Linked DNA regions of Macaca mulatta: region 1 is linked to region 2. A link is a contact called in public Hi-C data. All regions are on one chromosome and are shown on one strand. Each heading gives the region's core, a stretch centred on a gene start, on an enhancer-like site or on the middle of the called end of the contact. The rest is flanking DNA. Distances are from core to core; before and after follow the strand shown.

Region 1 (3,204 bases), core at 83-2,582, 220 kb before region 2:
CATTAAAAACAACGTGATGGGAACAAACGAGTGGACATCACCCCTCGATCGTGCTTATCTATTTCTGGTTTCATTAAGCTGCTGAAACGACCGCCAGCGCTTCCTCTCATCCAAACAGGAAAATTTCATGGCTCCTGAAGGTCTGAGTCAGACTGGAAAGCTCATGAATATTCTGATTTTCTGGAGCTGATGCAAGGACATCACTATAATTGATGACCAGGCAGAGCTATCTACTACACGTTTGAACCACTCCTCTGAAATAATTTATCAGAAGTTAGATTTTCGTTTCTAAAGCTATTAATAACAAGAGTCTGTTTCTGATTTTTAAGATGAAGTTGAATCTTTCAAGCCATTCTTCTTTTCAATAAATCCCCTCTATTTGTGGGGACCCGCATTAATATACTCCTCGTTTTGTTGCATTTTAATAAAGGTGATGAGAAAATAAACTGAAGAGAACCTGAAGCTTCCCACACGAAATGGGAAGAAAGCAGCATGCTGCAGATTTAAATCAGGATCTGCATTTACTCGGTACACGGAAGTGAAGAGAGTACGTGCGTCTGTGGGGTGGCAGCGGGGTACAGAGACAGAGGCGTCTTCCCGTGGACGAGCGTCCCGGGCTGTTCCGCAGAGATTTGGGCTCTGAGTCATGGGGTGGTCGCGCAGAACAGTAAGACCGAGTTCAAATGAGAACGCCTGCACATATCCTATGTTAATTTTTCTTTTGCAAACATATTTGCATCTTTTACTTTCATTTTGAATTGTGCCCCGTGCATATGTGCATTACCAACCCATCCGGGTAACGGGCAAGTTTTATCTACTCTGGGAGCCTCCTCCCGCTTGCCAGGCAAGTGGCGACCCCGGAGCGGGAGGTGGGAGCGCCCTTTTCTTACGGTTATCGGACCGCAGATTTTCCATCAACACTCAATTATGTTTAAAGATACACTAGGGTGTGTATTGAGATAGTTCAAAATGATTTCCTTCCAACATAAAATGGATCGCGGACCACGGGAATCCTGAGCCCTCCCCTTCCCAGGGAGGCAGCATGAGTGGTGCCGTGAGACGAATCCACCAGTGACCAAAAACCGCGTTCTGCTAGGGAAATTGAGGTTGGGACCACGTGGTCAAGGAGAAATGAAAAACCCTTTATGTATTTCCAGATATCAAAATTAAAGAATTAAAAGGAGAAAAGAAACCCAAGGAGTTCATGTCTTCCCAAACCACAAAGCCACGCCCGAGCCCCACTCCCTTTTCCATCCACTTCAGCACATCCGGAAGTCCAGCGTGGCCTGGGACCACGTGAGGGAAGGTGGGCGTGACCGGGCACAGTCACGTGGCCGCCATGCACGCCGAGCCCCGCCTCCAGCCAGCCTCTCCTTGGCTGCTGTAGGAGCCCAGCCAGGGATCCAGACTGCATTTCCAAACCCAGATTCACGCCCAGATCCACGCCTGTACTTGCAATGACTTATAGGATATTTTTGGAATTAGTCCAACATATCCTTTGGGATGTCTGTTGGGGTCTATAAGTAATACTCAAATAAATTTTACCTATCTCGCTCTATTCTGCAGCCAACTTTAAAACATTCATCTGGAAATTGCAAACACAAAATAACTCTTAGTGCATGCTATTGTGAATTCTGTGCTAGTCTCACCTTTAAAAGCTATATAGTATATAGTTAGTATACAAACTAACTCAGAATCATTTTGTCCTCTTTGGTCCAGCAAGCATGTGTGATCCGATAGCCTATCCTACTGAGATGCCTAAGATTCTTTTCTCCACATCTCCCAAATATAACAGCTACATTTCAGACTCCTAAAATTTAATTTGGGATGAGTTACAAATGTCAGGGAGAAAAGACGAGGGCCATAGGAAGCTTAGTATAGCTTGCATGCTCTTGTCTGAAGGCCATAATATAATTACAAACTAGGGTGGATTGCAGAATATTTTAAAAATTTAGCCATTCAGTTTCATCAAACAGAAGCATGAAATTTGATAAAATGTTACTTGAGGAGTATAAATCTCTTTTATTTTAAAAATAATAGAAAAGACCACATAGATAAAAATCAAAAAAGACAATAAACAATTTTTTTAAACTTTCTTTTGGATAAAGAGTTATTTTTAGGCTGAGTGCTGTGGCTCCCCACCTGTAATCACAGCAATTTGGGAGGCCAATTGGAGAAGACAGTTTGAGGCCAGGAGTTCAAGAGGAACCTGGGCAACACAGTAAGACCCCATCTCGACGAAAAATAAAAAAATTAGCTGAACATGGTTGCACACGCCTGTAGTGGCAGTTACTCAGGAGGCTGAGGTGGGAGCATAACTTAAGCCTAGGAGGTCAAGGCTATAGTGAGCTATGAGAGCAACACTGCACTCCAGCCTGGGTGACAGACCAAGATGTCTCAAACAAGTGATTTTAGTATTTCAGTGATAGAAAATTGTGAATAATGATTTCTTCATACCAATTAGATTTGGGACTGCTGAAATTTAATTAAATAGGGGGCCTCCTCCAACTTGTTTGCCATGTTGGTAATGTTAGCCTATTTATTTGAGACACTGTCTTGCTCTGTTGTCCAGGCTGGAGGGCATGGGAACGATCACAGCTCACTGCAACCTTGACCTCCTGAGCTCAGGTGATCCTCCCACCTCAGCCTCCCAAGTAAGTGGGACCACAGGTACATGCTACCATGACAGTCTAATTTTTTTTTTTTTGGTAGAGATGTGGTTTCCCTATGTTGCCCAAGCTGGTCCCCAACTCCTGGCTAAAGCAATCCTCTCGCCTATGGCCTCCCAAAGTGCTGGGATAACAGGCATGAGCCACCAAACACAGCCACATTTATTCTAAAAGAGGAAAGCAACACTTTGAACACTTCTTTTAATTATAGCTTTAAAAACTCAGAAATAAAATGTCATATGATAAATTAAATGCATGGTGTTGATGTAAACCTTCCCAACCCATCTAGAGCATTTGGGATGTGCTTCAGAGTCAGTTCCCCAATAGCATTCTCTTGAGTACTCAAAAGCAAGAGAGATTTGTAGCCAGGACCAAAACTAATTAGACTATTTTGGCAATTAACATCTCTTGTCACCTCCTTTGTAAGGAAAAATGGCAAGAACATTTCAAATAACATTGATATTTGGGATTTCTTAAGCTTCTGCATATTTTCTTCTTCATGTGACTAGGAATTGTCCCCCCAATAAAAGTGGAA
Region 2 (3,083 bases), core at 126-2,625:
GGGGGAGTTCCCACTCCCTGCATCCCCGCGCTTCCCTACCTACCCCTACCCGACACCACCAAAACAAAAGCTATCAGGTTGCAAAACATAGCGAGTATGGAACGATACTGCTTATTAACTGCGTACAAAGGAAGTGCGCGGCGGCAGAAGGGAGGGCGACACGACGCCGGCCACAACAAAACCAAGGCCAGGGCTCCGCGCTCGCAAAACACAACACCCTTCCCCCACCGCCGCAGACCCTGGCGCTCCTGAAACCCACAGCGTAGGACACCTCTCGCCAGGGACGGGCGTCTCGGTGTCCCCGTGAGGCGGCGACTACACCCCGCGCTGCGAGCACGTGTGTCGGAATGCACGTCGGCTCCGACCACACACCCACCAACGCACATTCGGATGCGGCCCTAGCACCCCTCCATGCCCCTGCCCGGGAGAAACTGAGAGGCCATCCCAGAGCCCTCTGAACTGGGGGCCCAGTGGCGCTCCCCGTAAAAGACAAGCTGAGGAAGACTCCCGGCCTCGCACTCCCCGGGGAGCTGCCCAGAGAGCGCTTCCCCTCACCCCACCGCCCAGCCCCGGGACGCCAGGGGCAGGTAACCCAACGAGGAGCGGGCCAAAGTAACGGGCAAGGCCAGGAACCCTAGGAGCCCGAGGGGAAATGCATGTTGGGCGACGGGAGGCAGCGCCAGGCGCTTGGAGACGTGTCCTGGGGCTTCGGGGCCTCTCCGCAGGGCACCTCCCCCCTCAAGGGCAACTCGCACCCCGCGGGCCGGGCGGATGCCTGCTCCCCACTGCCGGATCAGCCCCAGCAGCGGAGACGCGGTGCGGCCCAGGGTGCAGTCCCCGCTGCCTTCGCGCCGCATGGGATCAGCGCTATGTGCGGAGAGGCTCGTGCGCTCCGGAGGGGCGAGGTGCGGGTCGCGGGGCCTGGGAACCCTTGGTGCCCGCCCCGGCACCAACTTCCCTACCGAGTCCTCGAGCCTAGCCGGGGGACAGGACTGTCGGCACGACTAGAGAGAAAGCCCCTCAGGCCCTTCCAGCACGGGGGATGTGCGGAGCCAGGGCCCGCTGGGCTCCAGACGAACGAGCCCGGATCCCAGGTCCGCCGCAGCCTCCCTCCCGGCAGAGCCACCCCGCGCCCCGCCCCGCCGCTCCCGAGCCCGGGGGCCCGACAGCTGCGACGGTGGCAACTCGGGTTTCGCAAACAGGGCGCAGCCCCTCGAAGGAAAAGTTCCCGCAGTGGCCGCGGGCGGCGGGCACATACTCACTTTCTCCACTCGTCGGCCAGAGCGAGAGCGCGGCGGAGAGAAACAGGAGCCCCCACAGCGAGGTCGGGGACCCTTCTCCAGAGCCAGACTTCATTCCTTTTATTTGGGACGAAATTCCCCTTTCTAAAAAAAAAAAAAAAAAAAAAGAAAAGAAAAAGAAAAAAAAAGAAAGGAAAGGAAACAAGTCTCAAACTCAGTCTTCGCTCCCCCTCCAAAAACAAGGACGAAGGAAACAATACTCCGAAGGCGGTGCCGCCGGGGCCCTCCGGGTGCGCGGACGGGGCGGCCCCTCAGCGCCGGCAGCAGCGGCCCAGGGCTCGGCGGAGTCGGCAACTCGAGGCGCGCCGGGGCGGGCTGTCGGCGTCGTCGGCCTCCATTTTCAAACCCGGAGAGGCAGGAAAGGGGGAAAACTGCAAAGAAAGGGGGCAAAGCCCAAATCTGCCTCGGCGAGGAAAAACAAGCCCGGCCCTTGCCGCGCGGGAGGTGGCCGGACGCCCGAGCCTCCGCCGCGGGAGGGCGCGACGCAGTTCGCAAGATCGCCCCAAGTCCGGGTCGCAGGCGAGGCCGGCGAGGAGCAGAAACCCGGAGTCAAATGAATGAGCGGCTCCCCCTCCTCCTCCTCCTCCTCCTCCTCCGGGCTCCGCTCGCCGCCGCCTCCTCCCTCAGCGCCGCCGCCGCCGCGAGCTCCTTCCCAAATCCAGGACACACACAAAGCGGCGGGCCGGCCGCGCCGCGCTCAGCACTCCCGCCGCGCCGCCCGGCTCTGCGCCGCCGCCCGCCCCGCGCTGCCCCCGCCCGGCCCCCGCCCGCCGCCGCCGGCTCTGCGCGGGGGCTCCGGCTCGCTGAAGGTCACAGCCGAGGCGAGGCGCGCCGTGGAGCTGCCCCCGCGCGGGAGGGGCGTGGAGGGCGCGGGGGGGGTCCGGGGAGCGGGGCCGAGGGTCTGCGAGCGCCGGCCGCGGGCAGGCTCGCTGGCGGCGTCCCTCTCGCTCTCCCGCCTCTCTTGAGTTCGCCTGGTGCGCTCGCTCCTCCTCGGGTTTTTTCCCTTTTTTTTTCCGCTCAGCGGAGTTAATGCTGGTAAACAAGAGCCCCAGCCTCGCCGCGCCGCCGCCGCCGCCGCCGCCACACACTGGGGGCTCGCGCGCGCGCGCTCGCCCGGGTCCGCGCACACGCGCCCGCTCGCACACTCGAGCGGCCACCGCCGCAGCAGCGGCGCGCCGAGGGCCCGGCCCAGGCCGGCACGAGCCAAAAACCGGAGCCCGGGATCCCCGAGACGTGCGGAGCGGAGCCCAGGCGTGGGGCGCGAGACTGCAAGGCGCCGCCCCCATGTCCCGCCCCGCCGACTCCCGCGCGCGCACAGAGACACGCGCGCGTGCCCACCCGCTCCCGCCCCCACCAGTGCACCACTGCGCCGGCCACCCCGCACGCGCCCTACCCTCCCGCCCGACTCCAAAAACAATGCCCCCGCCGCCGACCCGGTCTCGGCGGGGCAGGGGTGGGTAGGCAGGGAAAGGTTAGGAAGGGGAGGGGTAGGCAGGCGAGGGGCGGGGTGGGCAGGCGAGGGGAGGGGTGGGCGGGGAGTGCGGTGCTGGGAGAGGTTCATTGAAAACAACAACAGCGCGGCTGGAAAGCGCGTTTCCCTGGTTCTTGAAAAGCTTCATTGTTCCTTGCAGCTGTTGCAAAATAAATAAGTGCGTGCATGCGGCATTTTTTTCGCTATGTACTGGAAAGCCCGAACGTGGCGGAAGGGGCGCACCTGGGAAAAAGAAGACCCCCCCAGGCTACTACGCTGGGCACTTTCACGCCAGGCTGGGGCACCCGCGG

The links. A called contact is a pair of places that touch in the nucleus more often than the background predicts.
Region 1: a contact with region 2 is called in a Hi-C map of CD4 T cells, with 4 times the contacts expected there. The contact joins the enhancer-like site here to the promoter of IGF1R in region 2. A contact is called at or near these places in 5 of 14 Hi-C or Micro-C datasets (CD4 T cells, blood, cortical neurons and 2 more).

Annotation. Positions count from the first base shown.
Region 1 is chr7:89,107,844-89,111,047 of T2T-MMU8v2.0, reverse strand. All of the region lies in intron 2 of IGF1R (insulin like growth factor 1 receptor), which reads right to left. Among named protein-coding and RNA genes, the nearest start is that of PGPEP1L, 160 kb to the left of the region's middle. Within about 2 kb of position 1,332, at least 21 of the 40 cell types and tissues checked have an H3K27ac peak or open chromatin away from gene starts, as enhancers often do. A contact at or near this core is called in CD4 T cells, blood, fetal cortex germinal zone and 1 more, where this site is marked.
Region 2 is chr7:88,891,076-88,894,158 of T2T-MMU8v2.0, reverse strand. It overlaps IGF1R (insulin like growth factor 1 receptor), which reads right to left and starts at 1,375. Exons shown (of 21, transcript NM_001261352.1): 1 at 1,263-1,375. The coding sequence starts at 1,356.